Regions from separate parts of the Mus musculus genome. Here all the other regions are linked to region 2. A link is a contact called in public Hi-C, HiChIP or PLAC-seq, Micro-C and promoter capture Hi-C data. All regions are on one chromosome and are shown on one strand. The core of a region is the stretch at or near the end of the contact, and the rest is flanking DNA. Distances in the headings are between cores, read along the strand shown. Region 1 overlaps Lrp12 (low density lipoprotein-related protein 12). Region 2 holds the start of Rims2 (regulating synaptic membrane exocytosis 2). Region 3 holds the start of Lrp12 (low density lipoprotein-related protein 12). Region 4 holds the start of AU022793 (expressed sequence AU022793). Region 5 has its middle 16 kb from the start of Gm35248. Region 6 has its middle 19 kb from the start of Azin1. Region 7 holds the start of Klf10 (Kruppel-like factor 10).

Region 1 (2,912 bases), core at 223-2,722, 730 kb after region 2:
TAAACATACCTACCTGTTATGCATGTGTGCTTCCTTGAGTGAAAGAGAAAATAACTTATGAGTACATACAGGTGTGTGTGTGTGTGTGTGCGCGCGCGCACATGCTCCTTTGTCAGTTTGTCTGTCTGTCTTTACCTCCCTTGAGTCTGAATTACACATGTGTACTGCTACACCTGACTTTTTGTTACATGGATTTTTGGGATCCAATTCAGGTCCAAGATAGATACTTTTCCAACTGAGCTACCATCTCAGCCCCACAAATATCTTCACTGATTTCAATTTACTTAACTATCATGGAAGTATCTGAAATAGGTATTGTGTCCAGTATATACAAACAAAGAAGTTAAATGTTAAGGATAATAATAACTTACTTGTTCATGGTAACACAACTAGAAATCATAATATCCAAGCTGAGGTGTATCTTACTACAAAAATCCTGCACTTAATTCTCTCATGATACCTCCCAAGATATGTGACTCACTGCAGCTACAAACGTCATCATTTGCCTAACACTGTCCTTTCACAAGCACCTCAGGAACAACTGAGACCCCATCTGAGGAACAGGAGGCTCAGGGCAGCGATTAAACTGACAACGCGCATCTCCTTACTGAATAGGATCAGGTATGAAACCAGGATGACGTGGACTCATGCTGGACTGCTGCTCTGCAACTGACAGCTGGATTCAGTGAAGCGAGACAACTACTTTGCTTACACTGACGTGGACTCCAAGGGATGAAGGAATTTTCAAAAAAAAAAAAAAGCAAGCTACCTCAAAGCCTGTCACACTTAGGGAAAAGTGTAGGCCTTGGTGGCCTAAGAGTTTGGCATTTGATTACTGATTCTGTGACCTTCTCCACTGGCTTTTAGGAGTTATACTAAATGTGAATGCTAATTATCAGTCCACCATGTGTCTCAAAGTACAGCTCTATTTATCCATAATGCTATTAAGAAATATCCTAAAGAGTTCTCAATATCATCTAATATAACCAGACCATAATCTGACTTGCCTGATTATCGCATATGTATCTTTTCAGTGTGTTCATACAAAGCCTTCCGCTACTTCGAAATAGTCTCAGTGTTACATTTGGTAACTGTTTTAGTAATTCTGAAATTGGACTGATCATGTTGCATCATAAATGGAATTTTGTATGGGTATAGCAATAAAACCTTACACAAAACTTTAAAAAAATATATCTAATTAAAAAAAAAAGAAAAAAAAAAGGAAATTCACAAAGAGGAAAAAAATTCAGATTACCTGCCACTTTGAATAGATGCTTTAGAGACCATTGCTTAGCCATAGACTAACTTGTTAAAAAAGGAGACTACCTGCTTCATGTCCACATTCTGTGGCATCATTTCCTTTTTAGCTCATTTAATTTTGTCCACCTAGTTCAAGGATCAGCAACCACTTTCTGTAAAAAGAGATCTTCAAACAGTTTAGGCTTTGCTGGTCAAAGTCTGCTGCAAGCTCTGTCCTACAGCACAAAAGCAACAGAGTATACGCACACAAACCGGTGGCTGTGTTTCAATAAAAACTTTCCCTTTAAGGCATTTGCTTACCCGGATACATTGTTTCATAAAGAGAAACACATAAATGTTTAATTCTTTTCTCACAGGTGCTTATTTTCAGAGGCTACAGTGTGCCAGCCATTTGTCTTCACTGGTATCAACTCGTGTGTTTGTTACAACAGTGTGTGCCCTATTGTAAGTGAACAGGAGGAACAGTTTTTTATACATCCGTGTATTGCAATCACCTGTCTTCATTAATGGTTTGATGCTTATGTTTTTTCACCGTCAGCTAACGGACCTATTAGATCAGCAGATGCCTTTTGACATGAACTGCTAGTCTCTGGTAGTTTCCCTGCTTTATGAGGCAGAATAACGCAGTCATCTGTTGTGTTTTCTGCACCACAGTGGAACTAATCATCCACCCCATGACCCCTGAGTCCTTTCTGTGACAAATGGCATTTAGTGACCATAATTATGGCTCTGGCTGTGCTCGCTGCTTTGGTGTTATTATTGTAATAGTTCACTGGGAAGGCATTAAAAGACACATAATCTTAACATCTATGAGCAAAGGCTTACTGTACTCAAATTCTTCTAGAAAAAAATCTTGGCTGCAAATGCATAAAAAATTTCCCCGCAGCTTACTTATGGAGTTAAAATATGATCCATTTTGAGTTTGGGAAAAAGATTAAATAAATTATATATAAAGCATTCAAAGTAATAATTAGTAAAAGAGAATTACTCAATACAAATTGGGCATTATTTTTATTGAGAACTTTAAAAGTGTTCCAGCTTTTGATGTAGTAACTGTACTTTTATGACTCATAGAAATACAAAAAAGCAAAGAAAAATTAACAAAAGCTTATCAATTATAGAATTAGTTATGAATGTGAGCAAAATATAAATAACCTAATGATCAACATCAAGAAAGTTTATGAAGATATGTCCAAGTTATGTCAAATAATACCCAAAACACATGAGTCAAAGATTAGCATTTGTTAGCAAAGCATGAATGGACATTTCATTGAGCCCTAACCAGTCTTGTTTTATCCTTATTAATGATTCTGAACAATTGATAGAATAGGTTTTTTTGTTGTTGTTGTTGTTTTGCTTTTTTTTTTACTTATTTGCTAAATTGGTTGGTGCTGTTTTAAAATGCTTCTGAAGTTAATCTTTCTAACTTTATTAACTATCCAATTACGGTTCCTATATGCTGTCATTTGTATATCTACTAAAGAAAAAAGAAAATTAGCATTTGATGTAGACAGTATATGTGTAAGTCATTTAATAGCCTTGCAACAAACCCTGAGGGGAGGTAGTATAAAAATCCAATAACCAACCATCTTGCCACTTAGAAATTTCAATTAAGAGCAAACTGGAATACATTCAGAAAACATTAATAATCC
Region 2 (3,023 bases), core at 365-2,864:
GAGCTTACTACACGTAAATACAATACAAACCCCGAAGGTTTTACTCACCAGCCTATAACCTGGCCTAGTACTAAGCAGTGCGAGTGTGGAAGGCGTGGTAGGGGTGTGTACATACACACGCACGAACACTGTAACCTTGCTAACCAAGCACCTGTCTAGTGGCAGGAAGAGGAAGAGGGGGTGATCCAGATCACCTCAGCTGGCTCGCCCCGCCCCGAGGGAGAGCTGTCTGGGCTGCGCTGGGCTTCTCTGAGAGCCCGCGCCGGTGGTGGCCACCTCCCTCCTATTGGAGTCGGTTTTCTTCTGTTCTTTGACTGAGCCTGTCTCCAGGCTTTCTAAAATCAGGCTAACGCTCCAATAACGACTCTTCTCTAGATTAGAGTGACCGGCAGAAAGGGGCTGAACGGCCCGATTCCTCCGGGGACGTGATCTGACCCTTTCCCTCTTACACCTTCCAATCGCCTCGGGCAAACCGCCCCAGCATCCTGTCTTCTGTACCTCTCCGTGCAGCGGGTACCGACAACCCAGTTTTCCAGAACTTCCGCACTCCCGCCCAGGTCCTTTCCACTCCCTCAGGCTCTTCCCCGCTGCGAGTCCCGGGCCGCTGACACCGCAGGGACACCCACCTGCTCCGATCTTCCCTCGTCCAGGGTCCAGTACCCCGCCCGGGACAGCTCGGGGGGCGCCCGGTCCCTCAGGCTCGGCGCCAGCCACCTGAGATCCTCCCGCCCCCACCGCCCACAGCCCCGCACCCCGGGGCGCCCGCTCCCTCGCCGCCCTGCTCCTCACAGCTCCCCGCCCCGCCCCAGCCGTTAGCAGGGTCCGGGGCGAGCGTCGGCCGAGTCCGGGCCTGGGCGGTTCGCAGGGGACACGGGCCCGGCGGGAAGAGTCGGCGAGGCAGAGGCGGCGCGGGCGAGTGCACCTAGCGGGCCCGCCGCGCCGACTCCGCGGACACTGGGGGCGGCGGCGGCGGGACCCCGGGCGGGCGCGTGATGAGGCGCGGCGGGCGGCCGGCCCCGCGGCGCGCGCGAGCTCACTTGGGTCCGGGCGTTGGCAGCCGCGGGCCGCGGGCCGGAAGATCGGCCGTCTGGGGCCGGGGTGGGGGCTGGGGTCCCCTGCCGCAGCCCGCGCCTCGTGGTTCCCGGAGGGGTCCTCCCTCGCGGAGCCCCGGAGCCCGGTGACGCGCCAGCCGGCGGGACGGCCGCTCTCGCCGCCTCCGGGCGCTCGGGGCGAGTTCCCGGGACTCCCCAGGGGTCGGGCTCGCGGGCAGCGCTTCCCGCTCCGCTCCGCCGCCGCGCCGGACACTCGCGCCCCGGCCCGCGGCCGCCTCCCTCCAGTCACCCCACCCTCAGCCGTCCCCGCCACCTTACTCCACCGCCCTCCCCCGCCGCTCCGCGCACTCGGCGTCGGGGCCTCCAGCTCCTCGCTCCCGCGAACCGCTCACTTGGCAGCCCTTCGCCCCCGGGAAGAAGAAACATTTCCCCGAGCGCACTCCTCAGCCCTCCCCCCTCGGCCCTCCCCTCCCCCTGCCTTCTTTCCTGGGGGAGGGGGGCTGTCGCCTCGGATTGAAGGCCATTGATTTGTATGCATTTGTCCCAGCCCCGGAGGCTGCCCCAGCCGCCCGCGCCCGAGCCGCGGCTGCCAGCGGAGTTGCCTCCCTGCTTCCCTAGGGTGGTTCGGCTCCGCCAAACATGTCGGCTCCGCTCGGGCCCCGGGGCCGCCCGGCTCCCACCCCGGCGGCCTCTCAACCTCCTCCGCAGCCCGAGATGCCGGACCTCAGCCACCTCACGGAAGAGGAGAGGAAAATCATCCTGGCTGTCATGGATCGTCAGAAGAAAGAAGAGGAGAAGGAGCAGTCCGTGCTCAAGTAAGGACCCGGCTCCATCTTCCCGCCTCCCTCCCTGCCCTCCGCCCCCCTCGGCCGCTTCCCCGCGACCGCCCGCGCGCCGGGGATCGCCGCCTTTCCTCCCCGCCGGTGGCGCGGGGGCCACGAGGGCTGCGGCCCGCGGCCGCCAGGGTCGCTTTCTAGTTGTCAGCCGCGGGGGTGTGTGTCGCGGAGGGAGGGCGCCGAGGCCGGCTGAGGTGACGGTGGCGAGCTCGGGGAGGCGGCGGTTTCCCCGGCGCCCTCCGGCTTTCCCCGCGGGCCACTTCGGCTCCCGGGATGAGGCTGAACCCTGGCTCCTCGCGTCCCATTTCCTTTCCCGCCGCCCCCGCGCGGAGGCAGTGACTGGGGCAAGGAATCCAATATGGCCGTGCACAGGTGCTCCCGGGCCGGACCCGGGTGAAGCGCCCAGGCCCGGGGTGCCGGTGCCACCGGGGTCGCTCGTCCCGCGCCTGCGAGGGCCGGCTCCGTCCCCAGCCCCGGGAGGAGCTGCGCTGCCCACGGTCGCAGCGGACAGGAAGGCTGCGGGGCGGGCGAGGGGGCCTAAGCGCGGTCTCGTCTCGTCTCGGGTGGGTGTGCGGCCGCCGCCATCTTCCAGCCCCTCCCCCTCGGCGGGTGCTAACACCCTGCACTCTGCTGCTGTTCTTCCTGTTTGCAACTAGTAAATCTGTAGGATCCCGAGGAGACTCCACTTCCTACCATCGTGGCAGTTTGGGTTGCTCCCTGCTTGTGAAGTTCTACTATGTTTGCTCACAGTCCAGCCAGCGGGGTTTTGGCGAGGGTGGGAGGCGTGAAAGTAGCACCCAAGCATCGGTTTAGAGGCGGTGTAACTTCAGCACCAGGGAACTGTCCAGAATGAGTTTTCCTTTACTTTGGGATTCCTTGTCAGTGTAGCACTGTAGCTGAGATTGTTTCTACAGGTTTGCTTTTAAATGTTTTATGATTTTTTATATCTCGGTTGCTTCTGGAAAGTCATTGTCTGGATCTGTAAAGATCTGTAACCCTTTAATGTTTGTCCAAGTCGTTACTCACTATAAAAATTAACCTGTATATGCCTAAAGAGAGGGAGGGCAGTTCTCTTGCATGTCACCGAATACACTTTCCCATAATCGCTATAGAAACACACAACTAAAAGCGTTGA
Region 3 (3,037 bases), core at 434-2,933, 750 kb after region 2:
ATTTTTCATATAATGAGAATTCTCAAGGTTTGAAAGTTACCATCATATTTAATTCCACAGATAAATACTTTCGAGATAGGGTTTCTCTGTATAGCCCTGGCTGGCTGTCCCAGAACTCACTCTGTAGACCAGGCTGGCCTCGAACTCAGAAATCCGCCTGCCTCTGCCTCTGCCTCCCAAGTGCTGGGATTAAAGACAAATACTTTCAAAAGAGGTGCTACCATATGCTGGGGAATTATATGCTACAGAAACCACCGCCACTATACTACTGAATTAGTATTTGTGGCAAATGAAGTGGACTTTTTATAAGTAAAAATACCCGCCCCCCCCCCCGTAGCTTCTGTTTGTTTTTCTGGAGAAATCAAACCATTACTCCAAAATGGAAATGTTAATTGTGTTCTCTGCAATATCCATTCAAGGAGTTAACTCATGAGAACTAAGAATGGTGAAGTCAGAGCCCAAGCTGAGGTCTCAGTGGTGAGCAGTCCTCTTAATTTCCTTTAGTTCTAGTTCATACAAAGCACGGTCGTGACACACAATCAGACTGCAATCCGTAAAGTAGTGTCCCTAACCAGATCGCAGACCGGAATGAGGCAAGAGTCACAACAGCATCAGAGGGCACAGATGAAATGATAAGTGAACTGGGAGTCAAGGCAGACTTGTACGTCCCAATAGAGAAAGACTGAGGTGGGGCTGGAAACTATTTTCTGGCCTTCTCTCCAGTGCAGCTACTGGGGAACGAGATCCTACACGCCCGAGACCCACAGAGCCCCAGGCGCAGAGGTGGAGGGGTGGGAAGGAAGCAATCGGGGTGCTTTTGGAGGGAATGGGGACTAAGAGAGATGGGCACGACAGCAATTTCACTGAGAAGAGAACTTCCTGCCTCGGGAAGGATCTGGGACAGGACCGTCCCGGAGGCGACCTCCCCTTCGTAGTCTCACGGTCACATCTTTGTGCGCGAGGACTGTACAGCCGGCAGCGAGCGCTAGAGGAGCGAGCCGCCGGGGGCCTCGCGCCGGGCTGGGGAGTTTTCCCGCACGCCGTCGCTCCGCAGGGACCCCTGGCTCGGACCGGCCCGCCTCCATCGCTCCGAAGGATCGGCGGCGGCCAGAGGACCCCAGCATCCCCGCGGGCAGACAACCCTCCCCGCACCATCCCGCGTGGGTCTTTGTCCCGTCGGCAACCCAGGTCTCCCCGGGTCGCCCAAGCACAGCCCGTCCTGGAGGCCCGGGGGGCCCCCGGGGTCGCCCCAGCTTTGTTCGGTCAGAGGGGCGCAGGGAGGTGGACACTTACCGTACACCCCAGCGAGGAAAAGCAAGAGCCACGCCGACCCCCGCCGCTGAGACTCTTTTGTGCTCCAGCGACGGGCCATACCCACGGCAGATGGAGGGAGCGAGGAGATGGAGGAGGAGGAGCTGGGGCCAGACGCCGCCGCCGCCGAGCCCCTGGCTGCTCCCTGCGCGCTCCGCGGCGGCGGAGGGGGAGGGGCGGGGCCGCCCGCGCGCGCTCCCTCCCGCCGGCCCTGCGTCGGTCGCGCGAGCCCCTAGCGGGCCGGCCTTCCCGGGGGCAGGGACGCGCAGCGCGCGCGCCAGCCGCAGGCGACAGGGCCGGCAACTGCGGGGCTCCGGCCTCGCGCCGCACAACCAGCCGGCGCCGCCACCCGCCAGACTGAGCGCGAGCCGGCACCGGCGCTCATCCGTGCACTCGGCAATCCCCTGGCCCGCCTGTCTTGGTTCCCGCCCCGCGCTTCCCTGGACTCGGCCGAGCTCGGGCGGATTTCGCCGCGCCTGGAGCCGGAGTAGCGAGGCAGTGCCAATCGATGTGCGAGCACGCGAACGCCGGCCGCTGGGTTCCAGGGGCTCGAGGGCTGGAGTGGGGAGTAAGGAGGGGGGAGCGGGACGGCGGGGATGTGCTCTGACCGAGCTCCGCCGCAGTCCCCGGCCTTGGTGTTGTGCCCTCCCCGGAGATCCTCTAGGCTGATGAGCTACGCGTGGAGGGAAGAGGGGTGGGAACTTAGAAGTCCGTTGCTAAGACCCCCGACCTTGCCGGCTCCGCTTGAATTTGGCTCTGAAAGAGTGAATGGGTCGTAGGTCCCTGTGGATAACCTGATGTAGAATCTCAGCCAAAGGATCTGGGGATACATCCGGCCGGGCTACAGGGTCTGTGCTTCTAATCTGGCAGGGAAGACGCAGGAGACCCTTTTGACACTCGGGTGGGGTGGAGTGGACCTGGGACGTGGAAAGAGGGATATCCCTGACCCCCCCCCGCCCCCCCCCGCCCTAAGCCTCTTCTCAGCTCCTAACAAGTATGACACTTCTTTCCCTTAAGTACCCATAGAGCTTCTGTCTGTAGTGACACACTGGCACTTCCACCTTTTTAAAGTGTCGTCTGCACTGTTTTGCCTGCTGTCCTTGCCATTTACAGGCACTGTCCACTATTCGCTGAAGATCAGCAGTGCCCTATGCTGTACTGTTGACACAGGCTATCTTTGTTTCCCGACAATCTTGTGAGATGAATATTATCCACGTTTTAGATAAGCTAATGAGACTCAAAGAGGTTAAATTATCCCAAAGGAGTTATCAAGTAAATCTACGGACTTTGTTTCCCCCATCCCAAAGTCAAGCACTTTCACACTAGCAGGAAACTCAAGCAAAATGCTTAGTACCCATCAGTTACATTAAATTTTAGTATATGCCTGGGGAGGTACATTAGAGTTTTCCTGTATCTCTTGCTTATTTGACCCTTTAGTGACCCCCTGAAATTATATGTCAGAAGAGAAAAGTTAATGCTTAAGAAATCTTTTACAAGATGGCAATAAACAAAAGTCCTGAACCGGGATTTTTTTTTTCTATTCTTTTTTGAGAACACAGCAATTTTGTTGTTCCTGATTCTGCAATCAGCAGATATGATTCCTTGTTTTATGACACTACACTCTGATCGCTGTTTTTGTTTGTTTGTTTGTTTTGTTTTTTGTTTTTTCCCAGAGCTTTTTCTGTTCATTGAATTTGTGTCAGGCCACAAACACAATGAAAAAGTA
Region 4 (3,115 bases), core at 68-2,567, 760 kb after region 2:
GTTTTAGTGAATGCACTAATAAATACATTTAAAAATTTATTTGTTTTCATCTTATATATTTGCCTGCATGAATATATGTGCACTATGTGTGAATTTTGTGTTTTGTAGAGGCCAGAAGTAGGTGTTGGACTCCCTGGATCCCCATAACTAGAACAGTTATGAGTGACCATGTAGATGCTAAGAGTTAAAACCAAGTCCACTGTGATAGCAGCCAGTTCTCTTAGGTGCTGAGACATCTCTTCAGCCTATACAATATATTTAATGTGTTCTGTTTGTGTACATATATGGGGGATACAGCATACCTATAATTGCATCAGTACGTTAGTGGGAAAACTGTTAAAATGTATCTATTCTGAGTACTTAGCAATTGGAGGAGAAATAATATTTAGGGAGTTGATTAAGCCGTTCATGAGATATTATACCCCAAGTCAGAGTGTAGAGAAGATGAGTGTTGGAATTCTAAGAGTTGACAATCAAGTGAAGAAAGAGAAGCCTGTTTCAGACACTGGAGATGTATAGCTAGACAATTTACTCCAGGAACTAACTCTGATAAAGATCTAAAGGTGATTGTAAGTCAAGGTCAGATTCAGATGCTAAGTGAATTTGGGAAGCAAGATATTAAGTAAGGCAAAGTCAGAAGTGCTGGGTAACAGCTTCGGTAGGATACCCGTGTGGATGTGGCTCAGACTGGAATCCTATGCAAAACACAGATCACTGTAAGGTAGCATGACTCCCGGGATTTTCTCACAGCATTGTTAGGCAGCAGGAGCACACAGATGGTTCAGGGCTCAGGTTTGTAAATGTAGTATGGGAAACAAAGTCAGCAGCACATGCAATTTTACAGAGGCCCTGCAGTGACTGGTGAGTGGAAGGTCTAGGTTATGCATCAAATCTCTAGGCAATCCTGAAAGTCTATGCTTCTGCCTGTATAGAAAGTATTATTCAATAAATATTTAATATTCCATCACAGTTACAGGTAAGATTGTCATTTAAAGGCAAAACCAGATTTTGAGGTAAAGTGGAATGTTGAGGCAGTAAATGTTTAATGTGCTGTATGACTGCTCCCAGACAAAAGGGAGTGCCTTTCGTGATGGTGTCTTTTGTCCCTTTGACAGCATAAAGGCTCCCTTTGCTTGTCCTGCAAGCTTCTGAGACTGTCAACAGCGAGCTTCACACTGCACTTGCGCAGAGAGCAGAAAGACTAGTAAGTCCCAGTTCTCAAAATCAAGGAAGCGAAAATGGAGCAAAGGAAGCCTAGAATATAGTGGGACTATTTTTAGGCACCACAAAGTGTTTGCAGTGGCATGACGGATGTCTGTGTGTGATGTAGGGAGAGAAGAGGGATGACACATCCATTTCATGGGGGCTGGGAGGTTTACTAAGTCTCCACAGAGTTTAACCTTGAAAAGTGACTGGAAATCCAGCCAACACTCTGAGAGTAAAAGAAGACTTAAAACTCCAGGCCGAGGATGCGGGTGAGTACACAAAGGAGCGTGAGAAAGGGCATGGAGAAAGAACTGCAATGTAAGGAGGAGCGCCTGGCCACTACGGGGTAGGAGGATGTTAAATTAGGAGGCAGGGGAAGTTTTGGAAGGTGGTCATCACAAGACTGACAAGAAAGAGACAGGTTGGAAAAATGATTTGAAAACAGGACTTGGTTGTGCATTGGAATTAAGAGGGTGAGTCTGGTGGATCCGAAAAATCTTGTCTCAGATGATGGGCAAAGTGCTAGCCCATCAGTGAAGATATGGGATGTTTAGGAGAAGCTCGATACAGAGATCAGATATGGCTTTAGATCCCTGCAAATGATGCAGGTTGTAGAACTGATACTTGCAGAAGAGTTGTTTGACCTAGTGACATAGTTCTGGGTGCTAATGGCTGTCAACTGAAGCTGCAGGAATGGGTAAGATCAGTTAGGAAGACATTACAAATTGAAAGAAATACAGACATGATTCCTGTCTGTCCCTAACAAATAACCAGAGAGAGGAAAAGGATCTAGCCAAAAGGTCTAGAAGAACTGGCAATATCAGCATGAGACTCAGAGAATTGTTCCAAGATGAGAGGTGACAGGATGGTCAGATGATGCAAAGGGGTCAAGATGTCCACTGAAGAAGGACCAGAGAGTTAGGTTGTAAAACCTGACATTTGGCTGTAGTGTCAAGGAAATAGAAAGAGTGGAACCCTCATGGCAATTCACTGAGGAAGTAAAGACTGTTCTGCAGAAGAACATGCTAGAAAGGAACAGAGACTGCTCGCGGAGAATTTAAAACTGTATATTATTATATTATATATTGCACATTATATATTATATTATATGTTATATTACATTATATTATATATTATACATCATGCATCATACACATATATTATATATTACATGTTACATATTACATATTGCACATTGCATATTATATATGATATATTACATATTGCACATTACATATTATATGTTGTATATTATATATATTATTATAGTGTACAGTTGTCCCTTAGTATCCACAGCAAGATTGGCTCCAGGAACACTTATTAACCTTTGCAGGCTCCAGACAGAGTGTGCATATGTGACCTGCACACCTCCTCCTATGGACTCACTCTGCCATAGGTCACTAATAACAGCCAACACAGAGCACATAATGGAGAGGAAGGAAGTATGTGTCCCCATGTATTATCTTTCTGACACTGTTGAATTGAGGATATTGAAACCACTGGAATGGAGGACCAATTGAGTTCTATTCGGAAATAGGAAGCTGAAATTGTTCAGGCGACAGAGAAGGAACCGGTGGAGAGATCCTGATGTTGACATGCAGGGAGTGTTCAACATTGCCTTTGCAGCAGGGTGCTGGAAGAGAGAGAAAGAAACAGACTGTGGTGGAGAGGTTGGCCTGGGGTAAGAAGGATTCTCCCGCCTTTGAGTCACTAAGGGGATCACAGACCTCCGGACATGTAAGCCTTCTTGAATGCATTCTGGCCCACGGTTTCCTTCCTGTTATACTACAATGTGCTGAACATTGGAATGTTTTCTTCAGGGCTTTCTTCTTCCTCTGATATTTAATCAAACATCGGGTGCTTGTTTATTAGTTATGTTTTCATGTTTTCTCCTTTTTTGAAGATGCAG
Region 5 (2,913 bases), core at 324-2,823, 920 kb before region 2:
ATGGGAGGACAGTGGAGAGGAAGGAGCGATTTCCAGACAGAGGTAACATGAGTTTCTACACACCGGAAGGGCAGCATGATGGGGAGGGAGGTGGTAAGAGAGTACGTACTGGGTGGGCACATGGCTCAGCACGCAAAGGCACTTGGCACCTAACTGTGCAAACCTAACAACATGCACACACACACACACACACGCACACACACACCACATGCACACACACATACACGCACACACACACACCACACGCGCACACACCACACACGTGCACACACACACCACACGCACACACACACACACGCACACACACATACATACACACACACACACACACACACCACAGTGGTGATGATGTTGATGGTTTTACTTACTATATACTTCGATTTATTTTTATTTTGTGTGTATGAATGTTTTGTCTGCATGTCTGTTGGAAGAAGGTCTTATCTCCTGGGACTGGAATCCCGGATGCCCAAGAGCCCCACAGGATCAGTAGTATGTGTTCTTAACCCGCTGAGCCATTTCTCTAGCCCCATTAAATATAATATTTTAAGAGATAACATAAGCTAACATTAATTTATGTGTGTTTGTTTGTTTATGTTTTTTGAGACAAGTACTCACATAGTAGCTTAGAATCTGCTATAGCTTGGGTCAGCATCGGACTTGAGACTGCTTGCTGTTCTCCGTGCCCCGCCCAGTGTGAACACAGGTGAGTACAGCCACACCTTCTCTTGTAGTTAACGTTTATTGAGCACCTGGCTCTGCAATACAACTCAAATGCACATTGAGCCATCCTTTAAACAAAGTTGTCTGAGTAAATATTAGTGTAGTGTCCACTTCATCTTTGAGAAAAAACAACATGGCGTTTCCTCCAGGCAGTCAAACAGTTTGTTCAGGATGAGCTAAGAGGAAACCCAGGCTGGATTCAGAAGCGGGGTAGTAGTTTGCTTTCAACCTTCAAAGCAGTGGAGAATGAACCAGGAATGAAACGTTCTTCCCCTGGGAGTTCAGGGCTGAGCCCTGACCCAAAACCCTGCCTGCAGACTCTAATCCCAGATGTAGCCCCTGGGCAGGTTAAGCACTAAAGCAGCAAAACCAGACTAGTGGAGTAGCTGGGGGCCAAGGTCAAGTTTCCACCCGGTTTTCTTCCTCAGTGGCTGTTGACCCGGTAGTTACAGCTGCAACGACCACCCAGGGTGTCTGCACACTGGCCCAGCCCTGCAGGGCAGTCTGGGTGCCGCCACTGCTGGCTGTCTTTAAAGAGCATTTGTTACACAGTTGCTGAAAAAGGCCTGCAGACAAAGTGGAACAATGCCCCACAAAATGGAAACTCAGAAAAAAAGAAAAGAAAAGAAAACCAAAAACCATCAACACCTCTTCACTCCAGCATGGAGGAAGCCCCAGCTTTTGGCCAGGGGCTTAGGACTTGAGTCACTCCCGAGTGTGGAGCCTTTGTCTTCCAGGGAATTCTGCCATTTGTCCTTAAAGGCAAAAATCGGAGCCAGGAGAGTTAGACACATACCGAGGCCAGAAGGAGCAGTTGAGGGTAGGACGGAGTAGCTGAGGATCTGCTGCTGTCTGCATCCTCCCCCACACTTCCTGTGGTTCTCACCTCCTGTGGTCCTCACTTGTGTTAGGAGCCCCTGCCCCCTCTGCTTCACCCTCATTCTCCACACTACCCCTGCAAAGCCACACCCGAATAAGTAGTGCAATTAGGGCTTGAAACCCAGAGTCCAAAGCTTGTGCTTGTAACCACGATAAACCTTTCTTAAAATGTAGAGGATAGCTCAGTCGGTAGAGCGCCTGCTTTGCAAGCATAAGAACGTGAGGCCGCCAAGATGGCTCAGTTTATAAAGGTGCTTGCCACCAAGCCTGAAGACCTGAGTCTGATCCCTGGAGACCACATAGTGGGAGGAGAGAGCTGACTTCCACAAGTTGTTCTCTGACCTCCACCCAAGCACCAAGGCATGCATGACCTCATAAATAGATAAGGGAGAGAGAGAGAGAGAGAGAGAGAGAGAGAGAGAGAGAGAGAGAAATTTATTTTTTTAAAAAGCCAAATGTGATGGCATGTGCTTATAATCTCAGGGCTAGGGAGACGGAGACAGCTAAGTTCCGGAGGCTTGCTGGCCAGCCAGTCTAGCCTAATTGTTGAGGCCAGGGCTGTAAAGAGATCCTTGTCTCAAAAAAATAAATAAACAAACAAAAGAACTAACACATGCTCAAGGTTGACCTCTGGCTTTCGCATGTGCGCACACACACACATGCAAGCTATACTTGCATAATGCTCTCCTAAAACACACATTTAAGCACCTGCACACACATCAATGTGCACATACACACTCACACAAAATATATGGGGATGCGGTCACGATTTTACCTGCTCAGCAGCCTGGGCATCTCAACACATGGTTCAGGCTAGCTTTTAACTATGTAACTATGTAACCCACAGACTTAACACCAAAGCATTAGGCCTCCGGCTTCTTAGGGCCGGGCCAGGCTTTTCTTTATGAGAGCCCCTGGGTACCACATCGCAGGAGCTGTGCACACTTGTCCTTTCTTGCTGTCTTTAAGGCCTGTCACTCATCTGCTCATGAGAAACTTCAGGTGAGCAGCGTTGTTAGGGGTTTCAGAATGAAGACATCCATTCCAGAAGTTCCTGTGACTTAGATCAGTCACATCCATGCCACTGCGACAGCTAAGGCGGTGGTTTACAACCAGAATGTCCCACTCTGGCAGTTGGGGGCCCCGGGGAATCACATCTGTTCACAACCCATTGACTCTCCTGGAGTCATGACCCTGTCCAGCCACAGGGGGGCAGTGCAATGCTGCTTTGAGTCAGAAAAGCAGCCTCAAATGCTCCTGGAAGTCAACCTTCACCACAATCAGAACCAAGAGTGGCCTGTGAGGCAGTGCAGC
Region 6 (2,844 bases), core at 31-2,530, 660 kb before region 2:
TCAAACTCAAGGATAAACTCAGACCTCTTAAATACTCATCATAACAGGACAAAAAGCACAATGTCTTCCTTCTTGGTTCCATGGTGCTTCAAATGAAAGAGGAAGAAACACGAAGCCAGGGGGCCTCTTGTCTCAAAACCCTCCCCAAAGGATGTGTATCGCTGTCGATTACAATCTAGAGGTAACATGTGCTGGAAATTTTGAACCATCCATTTGTGAGGCTAAGCCTTTATTCTTCCTCCCTGCCTGAATTCTCTGTATCTTGTACAGAGCTTGTTAAACTTGGTGCATAATTTGATTTTTGGTCTTAGTGAAGAAACTAAAAGCAGAGTGGAGAGGAAATGGTAACTTTCTGACCTCCTGTATTCACTCGAGTGTGCGTGCCTGTTTTCTTAGTGTCTCTTGGTTATGTTTCTCGTTTTGATTTCATAAGTAAAATGTTCCATCTGTGTATTTGTTTTCCAGACCGAGTCCCTAGAATTTTAAGTAAAAGTGTCTCCCAAGTTTTGTTTTGTTTTACTTTAACACACACACACACACACACACATACACACACACACACACACACACACACTCTAGACTCAATAGTAAAAGGAAAGAAGCTACTCCCAAAAGTTGTCCTCTGATCTAGAGCATGTGTACACATATGTGCATGCATGCACATACATGTACACATGTAGTAGTAGTAATGAATAACAAATAAAAATTTTAAATTGGTATCTTTTGCAGGGCATAATAGCATATGCCTATAATTACAGCACTCATAAGGCTGAAAAGAAGGCAGATTGCCGTATGTTCAAGGTCTGACTGGGCTACATGTGAATTTTAGATCAGTAGGGTTACATAGCAAGACCCTGTCTCAAAACAAAAATCAAAACAAAACAAAACAAAACAAAATAATTTTTTTGTCTATACATAGGAATTGTGGTTCTTTGTGTTTCTTGACTAAACAGTCACGTGATTTTACATTCTGAGCCTACTTTCCTATGCTTGGGGGAGGATTACTGCTTAATTCGGAGTGTGGACCTTGGAGTTTGTGGCTCTAGCATCAATCTGGGAAATCTCTTTGCAAACCAGGATGATTGCACCAAACAGTGGGGCAGGAGCAAGCCTCACTGGTGACTGGAATCCAGCAATCTCACTGAGTGGATGGAGGTGGTAAGCCAAACCCAAGTCATGCCTTGCTGATACAAGGCTGGGCTGAAGAAAGGGCTCATTGACTTGTTTAAGGAAAAGAGCGGTGCCCAAAAGGCCAGGCTGAGAGAGAGGCTGCCTCCAGCACACCCTGGCAGGACTCCAGGTCCGAGAGCTCCATCAAAGCCTCTCAGAACGGCCTCTCAGAGCAGTGTTTTGTGTTACAAAACCTGGGCATCCGTAGAGACATGACAGTTTGGGACCTACAGTTTGTATCTGTCCATTTGTTCTTCATGACTCACAGATGTATCAGAGGGTGTGTGAGCTACAGCCCACTCTGCATGTGAGAGAAACCCCAGACCGGTGTGAGCAGCGGGGTAGATATTCACATCACCCTGGGCTTCCTAGAATCTTACTTCCGACACATCCAGGGAGGAGCCAGAGACATTAGTAGCTAGGACTGTAGTCTAACCCTGAATCAGCTGAGCGAATGAGATCATAGGATGAAATTGATGATGTACCTGAAATTCTCCTCAGCACTTTGAGTCTCATCATAGTCTTCACATAAACTCTAGGTCCTAATGCCACCTCTAATGTGTAAAGAGGGAAACTGAGTCACTGGATCTCTAGCCTGCTCAGTGTCTAGTACTGGTAGGATTAGCGTTTGACCTGGCTGTACAACTCTAGAATGTCAATACTGGGGCTGGGGAAGTAGGTGCAGGGGAATCAAAAACTAAGGATCGTCAGTGGCTATAATGAGCTCTAGGCCAGCCTAGAATACATAAGACCTTATTTGAAAAAAAACAAAACAAAAAACAAACAACAACAACAACAACAAAAGGCAAAGGAAATGTCAGCCCTGGGCAGCTGTCTTACGGCATGTCCTGCTTGGGCTGACATTCTGTGCCATGGCTTATAAAATGGGGATGTGTGCAGCACCTCCTCCGTGGGGTGCTGTGATATTCCAGGCATAGTCCGTCTATAGTGAGAGCACACTGCCTGCATACTAAACACTGTTAGCAGTTAGTACACCGGAGGAATCAGTCAAGACTTCTCTGCAGCCTGGATGCTCTCTCTTGCTCCCCTTTTCTGATTGAACCCCAAAGGCCTTCTTGGTGTGTGTGCAGGACGATGAAAGAGAAGACCGACTGGAATGTCTTGAGTGGAGAGGGCAAGCAGGACATAAGTGGGAATTTTCTCCTCAGCAAACCAGCAGTCCAGGAATCTTTCAAGGACTGGCATTTTAAGACTGATCTCTTGAAAGGAGTTTATTGAGAGAAGTCTCTCCATGCAATATCAGCTGAGGGAACTCTCCTTTCTCTTGTGGCTGGTACTCACAGTCAGGAAAACAACAGACACACAAACAAAAGATGAAGTCAAGCCATTTTATGGTCGGGAAAAAACATCTAGAAGGAAAGGAAAGGTTTTCCTTTGTTTGTTTATTTGTTTATTTTATTTATTTCTTTTTGAGACAGGGTCTGTGTAGCCCTGGCTGTCCTAGAACTCACTATGTAGACCAGGCTGTCCTGGAATTCACTGAGCTTCTCCTGTCTCTGCCTTTCCATTGCTGAGATCAATTCCTTCCTTCCTTCCTCCCTCCCTCTCTTCCTTCCTTCCTTCCTTCCTTCCTTCCTTCCTTCCTTCCTTCCTTCCTTCCTCCCTCCCTCCCTCCCTCCCTCCCTCCCTCCCTCCCTCCCTCCCTTCCTTCCT
Region 7 (2,832 bases), core at 81-2,580, 900 kb before region 2:
CGCGAGGGCTGGGCGGTGTCGGCTCCCGAGTCGCCCGCCCCTTCCACCTCCTCCGAGCCGCGGTTCCCTTAGGAACCGACAGCAGGGCCGGGCCTCGTTCCCGCCCCTGGCGGAGGCCGGGGCTGGGTCACTCGGGGACGAGAAGCTCCCCGGGTGCACCCGTTCGCCGCCCATCCCTGGCCTCCGCCTCGGCTGCGGGAGGTGGGGCCGGGTCCCCGCGGAAGCCCGACCGCCGCCCTCCTCCTGCTCGCCGCCTCCGGGGAGCGGCCGGAGCCTGGGGCACTCCGCCCACTCGGCCCGCGGGACCTCAGCCTACCCGCATCTGCAGCATTCGTCCGACTGCTGTTTCCGGCAGCCTGAGCCCCCGCAAGCAGTCTCTGCAGGCTCCCAGACGTGCGGCGCCCACAGCACGGGCTCCAGGCGCGCGGCCCCACGGTTCCCGCCTCGACACGCGGCCCCCGCGTCTCGCGGTCCCGACTCCCCCGCCAAGCTGTCGGGCTCCAAGGCAGGACCCTGCCCCCTGCCAAGAGTAATCTATAGGCAGCCACCTGCCTCCGCCTCGGATGGGGAGTCCCCTCCCGACGTCTGCGGGGGCGCCGCGGCTCCCCTGGCGGCCGCAGAGTCCGCGTGCCTTCCATACCCCGCGCGAAGCCGGCCATCCCCTCCCCCAGCCCCGGGCTAGCCCAGCCCCGCGGTCTCCACCTGGCAGGGTTTCCCCCTCCCCCGAAGAGCAGGCGCCCTCCTCTCGGCTAGGCAGACCGTGAGTAGTCCTTGTCACCCCGGGTCGCATTCCTGGTGCAGACAGGGGCATCTCCCGCCAGAGCCAGGTGCAGGGCGCCCCCTCCATCTAAACCGCGCTTCCAGGGAGACAGCCCCTCCAGCTCACTCGTCTCCTGGGGTCTCCCTGAGAGTCCTCCTTGTCTCCTGGATACCCAGGATCGCTCTCCCCTGGTCCAGGTCCCAGGCTTCTTCCGACCCTTTTTTTTTTTTTTTTTTTTTTTTTTTTTTTTTGCACATGCCCTCGATGATATTCCAGCCTGCAGGGAGGAAATCCCTTGCAAGACCCCGCTGCAGCCTGGGTTCTCAGGCGTGGCTTATTTAGGGGCTCATGCTTCGCGCTCCGGCTGGCTCCCCTACACTGACCGGCAGGAAAGGACCAGCATCCTCAGGTAACTTACCGAAGCTTGCTGGAGAGAAGCGCCGAAGTTGAGCATGGTTGGCTGCCTGGCCGCAGGTCGCGAGCTGCCTGGCTGCTGGCTGCTTAGTTAGCCACAGACGGGAGCACTGAGACACTAGACGTCGACGCCACCGCGCTCCGCGCTGTCTGCCCCCCTCCCCGTGCAGGTAGCCGCTCTGCCTGCCCCGCGCCGCGGGCGGGGTAGAGGGCGGGGCCTAGTGTCGACCAATCAGCGGCAAAGGTGTGTGAGGCCTCAGCCAATGAGCTGGCAGAGCCACGCGTGATCAGCGGCTGCCCGGCTGCAAGAGGCTCTGTCAGTGGAGCGTGTACACAACCCGAGGCACCGTGTTCCCTCGGTCCAGCCCCGGGGAACTCCGGGGACCACCTGACTCCGTGACGCCCCTCGCCCAACCCTAGCCTTCAGTCCTCCGCCCATGCCCGGGGGCGGCGCCGGCGGCGGGGCATAGCTGGGAGGCGCGGTGGCGGCGACTAGGCTTTGCGGAGAGCCGGCCCCACGTGGGGGGTGGGAAGGGAAGCCCGCTCCGCCCAGTCCCCTTCGCGCCCACAGCGTCTGGGCCCGCCAGGGAGTGGGCGGGACCCCGAGCAGGAGGCGGAGGCGGAGGCTGCGAGCGCGGCTCCGAGCCACCAGACGTTCTTTGGCAGCGTGGTTCTCGTGGGTCTTGCGTGGAAGCAAGGGATGGATGAACCACTGAGCGGCATTTCTGAGCATTTGCCGGGTTTTGTCACTCTAAGCCGGAGGACTGGGGAGAACCAGGGCGAGATGGTGGCGGCGGGAGCCCTGTCACGGAACAGACACCTGCTCGCACTCACCGCCCACGCCCAAGGCGGCAGGCGCTGGCTCGTCCTCCCATCTGCAGCACAGGCACTAGCAGCAGGGCCCGCCTCTGCGCGTCCCTCCCGTCCTTCTGGGCGGTTGGAGTGGGGACTAAGGGAAGCCGGTACCAAAGAGCTAGTGGCGTGGCAGGGAGCCCCAGACCCGACGCTCGGTGGCAGAATCGAGTTTGAGTTTGATGTAGTTGAAGTTTAAAATACAATGTTCGAGCTATTTCCAAGGTGGACTCCACTTCCCCCACCCGCGGGACCACAGTCTTCGCCGACGCCCTACCAAGAAACCGCTTGAGGGGATGGGGTGAGGAAAGCATGCTTGCAGGTGGGATTCCTGACCCGGTCAAACATCGAGTTCCTGTCCCTGCCCCCTCCACCGCTCCAGGGATTGAGGGCAAGCTGAGCTTCTTAGGGAAGCCAGCTTGTGGGTGCAGCAGCCCGGCTGAGGCTGTAGCCTCCTAGTCTGAGAGCTCTTGGCTCCTCGTTGGCGCCCTATTGCCCCGCCCCCTCGCCCGTTTGTGCGGGTTCACGGCAGCTGTTGGAGCCGGAGGGAGTGATAACGGGGCTTAAAGCAAACTAGAGATTTTTATCTTCTCCCTGGGACAGGCAGATCATGAGACAAAAGTCACTGCCCTCCTGTGGGCTTTTTCAGCCTGCTGGGCTAAAAGGGCTAAAGCAGGTGCCCTTTCTCAGTCACCACAGACTAGGTAAAGGAGGGAATTTGTTTTAGAGGCCTCCAGCTCTACCAACATCTATCTGATGGTTCCTTCTGGTATACCTAAAGCCAGCCAGCAACAAATGTAATGATA

Evidence for each region. Promoter capture Hi-C pulls out the DNA fragments that hold promoters and counts their contacts. A called contact is a pair of places that touch in the nucleus more often than the background predicts. HiChIP or PLAC-seq counts read pairs in DNA pulled down with a chosen protein or histone mark.
Region 1: a contact with region 2 is called in a Hi-C map of the N1E-115 cell line, with 2.4 times the contacts expected there. The contact joins the enhancer-like site here to the promoter of Rims2 in region 2. A contact is called at or near these places in 1 of 39 promoter capture datasets (hippocampal neurons), 1 of 484 Hi-C or Micro-C datasets (the N1E-115 cell line) and 1 of 115 datasets of contacts at active chromatin or transcription factors (kidney).
Region 3: a contact with region 2 is called in a Micro-C map of embryonic stem cells, with 9 times the contacts expected there. The contact joins the promoter of Lrp12 here to the promoter of Rims2 in region 2. A contact is called at or near these places in 1 of 39 promoter capture datasets (hippocampal neurons), 2 of 484 Hi-C or Micro-C datasets (both in embryonic stem cells) and 1 of 115 datasets of contacts at active chromatin or transcription factors (microglia).
Region 4: a contact with region 2 is called in a promoter capture Hi-C map of hippocampal neurons, with 3 times the contacts expected there. The contact joins the promoter of AU022793 here to the promoter of Rims2 in region 2. A contact is called at or near these places in 1 of 39 promoter capture datasets (hippocampal neurons) and 1 of 115 datasets of contacts at active chromatin or transcription factors (bone marrow-derived macrophages).
Region 5: an H3K4me3 HiChIP or PLAC-seq map of embryonic stem cells shows a contact between it and region 2, with 3 times the contacts expected there. The contact joins the enhancer-like site here to the promoter of Rims2 in region 2. A contact is called at or near these places in 3 of 39 promoter capture datasets (the HPC-7 cell line, hippocampal neurons and second pharyngeal arch cranial neural crest), 2 of 484 Hi-C or Micro-C datasets (cerebellum and embryonic stem cells), 4 of 115 datasets of contacts at active chromatin or transcription factors (embryonic stem cells, large pre-B cells, neural tube and 1 more) and 1 of 9 other capture datasets (embryonic stem cells).
Region 6: an H3K4me3 HiChIP or PLAC-seq map of stem cell-derived neural progenitor cells shows a contact between it and region 2, with 19 read pairs. The contact joins the enhancer-like site here to the promoter of Rims2 in region 2. A contact is called at or near these places in 2 of 39 promoter capture datasets (cranial neural crest and pre-B cells), 4 of 115 datasets of contacts at active chromatin or transcription factors (embryonic stem cells and stem cell-derived neural progenitor cells) and 1 of 9 other capture datasets (embryonic stem cells).
Region 7: a Micro-C map of embryonic stem cells shows a contact between it and region 2, with 9 times the contacts expected there. The contact joins the promoter of Klf10 here to the promoter of Rims2 in region 2. A contact is called at or near these places in 3 of 484 Hi-C or Micro-C datasets (cerebellum and embryonic stem cells) and 7 of 115 datasets of contacts at active chromatin or transcription factors (bone marrow-derived macrophages, embryonic stem cells, epiblast stem cells and 3 more).

Annotation. Positions count from the first base shown.
Region 1 is chr15:39,924,134-39,927,045 of GRCm38.p6, forward strand. All of the region lies in intron 1 of Lrp12 (low density lipoprotein-related protein 12), which reads right to left. Among named protein-coding and RNA genes, the nearest start is that of Lrp12, 18 kb to the right of the region's middle. Within about 2 kb of position 1,473, at least 17 of the 459 cell types and tissues checked have an H3K27ac peak or open chromatin away from gene starts, as enhancers often do. A contact at or near this core is called in the N1E-115 cell line, where this site is marked.
Region 2 is chr15:39,196,672-39,199,694 of GRCm38.p6, forward strand. Rims2 (regulating synaptic membrane exocytosis 2) reads left to right here and starts at 1,615. Exons shown (of 27, transcript NM_053271.2): 1 at 1,615-1,867. The coding sequence starts at 1,692.
Region 3 is chr15:39,942,311-39,945,347 of GRCm38.p6, forward strand. Lrp12 (low density lipoprotein-related protein 12) reads right to left here and starts at 1,684. Exons shown (of 7, transcript NM_172814.4): 1 at 1,294-1,684. The coding sequence starts at 1,372.
Region 4 is chr15:39,961,332-39,964,446 of GRCm38.p6, forward strand. AU022793 (expressed sequence AU022793) reads left to right here and starts at 1,318. Exons shown (of 3, transcript NR_045719.1): 1 at 1,318-1,475; 2 at 2,744-2,943.
Region 5 is chr15:38,281,243-38,284,155 of GRCm38.p6, forward strand. No RefSeq gene overlaps it. Among named protein-coding and RNA genes, the nearest start is that of Gm35248, 16 kb to the right of the region's middle. Within about 2 kb of position 1,574, at least 79 of the 459 cell types and tissues checked have an H3K27ac peak or open chromatin away from gene starts, as enhancers often do. A contact at or near this core is called in the HPC-7 cell line and embryonic stem cells, where this site is marked.
Region 6 is chr15:38,537,316-38,540,159 of GRCm38.p6, forward strand. No RefSeq gene overlaps it. Among named protein-coding and RNA genes, the nearest start is that of Azin1, 19 kb to the left of the region's middle. Within about 2 kb of position 1,281, at least 32 of the 459 cell types and tissues checked have an H3K27ac peak or open chromatin away from gene starts, as enhancers often do. A contact at or near this core is called in stem cell-derived neural progenitor cells, where this site is marked.
Region 7 is chr15:38,299,381-38,302,212 of GRCm38.p6, forward strand. It overlaps Klf10 (Kruppel-like factor 10), which reads right to left and starts at 1,331. Exons shown (of 4, transcript NM_013692.3): 1 at 1,179-1,331. The coding sequence starts at 1,214. All of the region lies in intron 1 of Gm35248 (a long non-coding RNA gene), which reads left to right.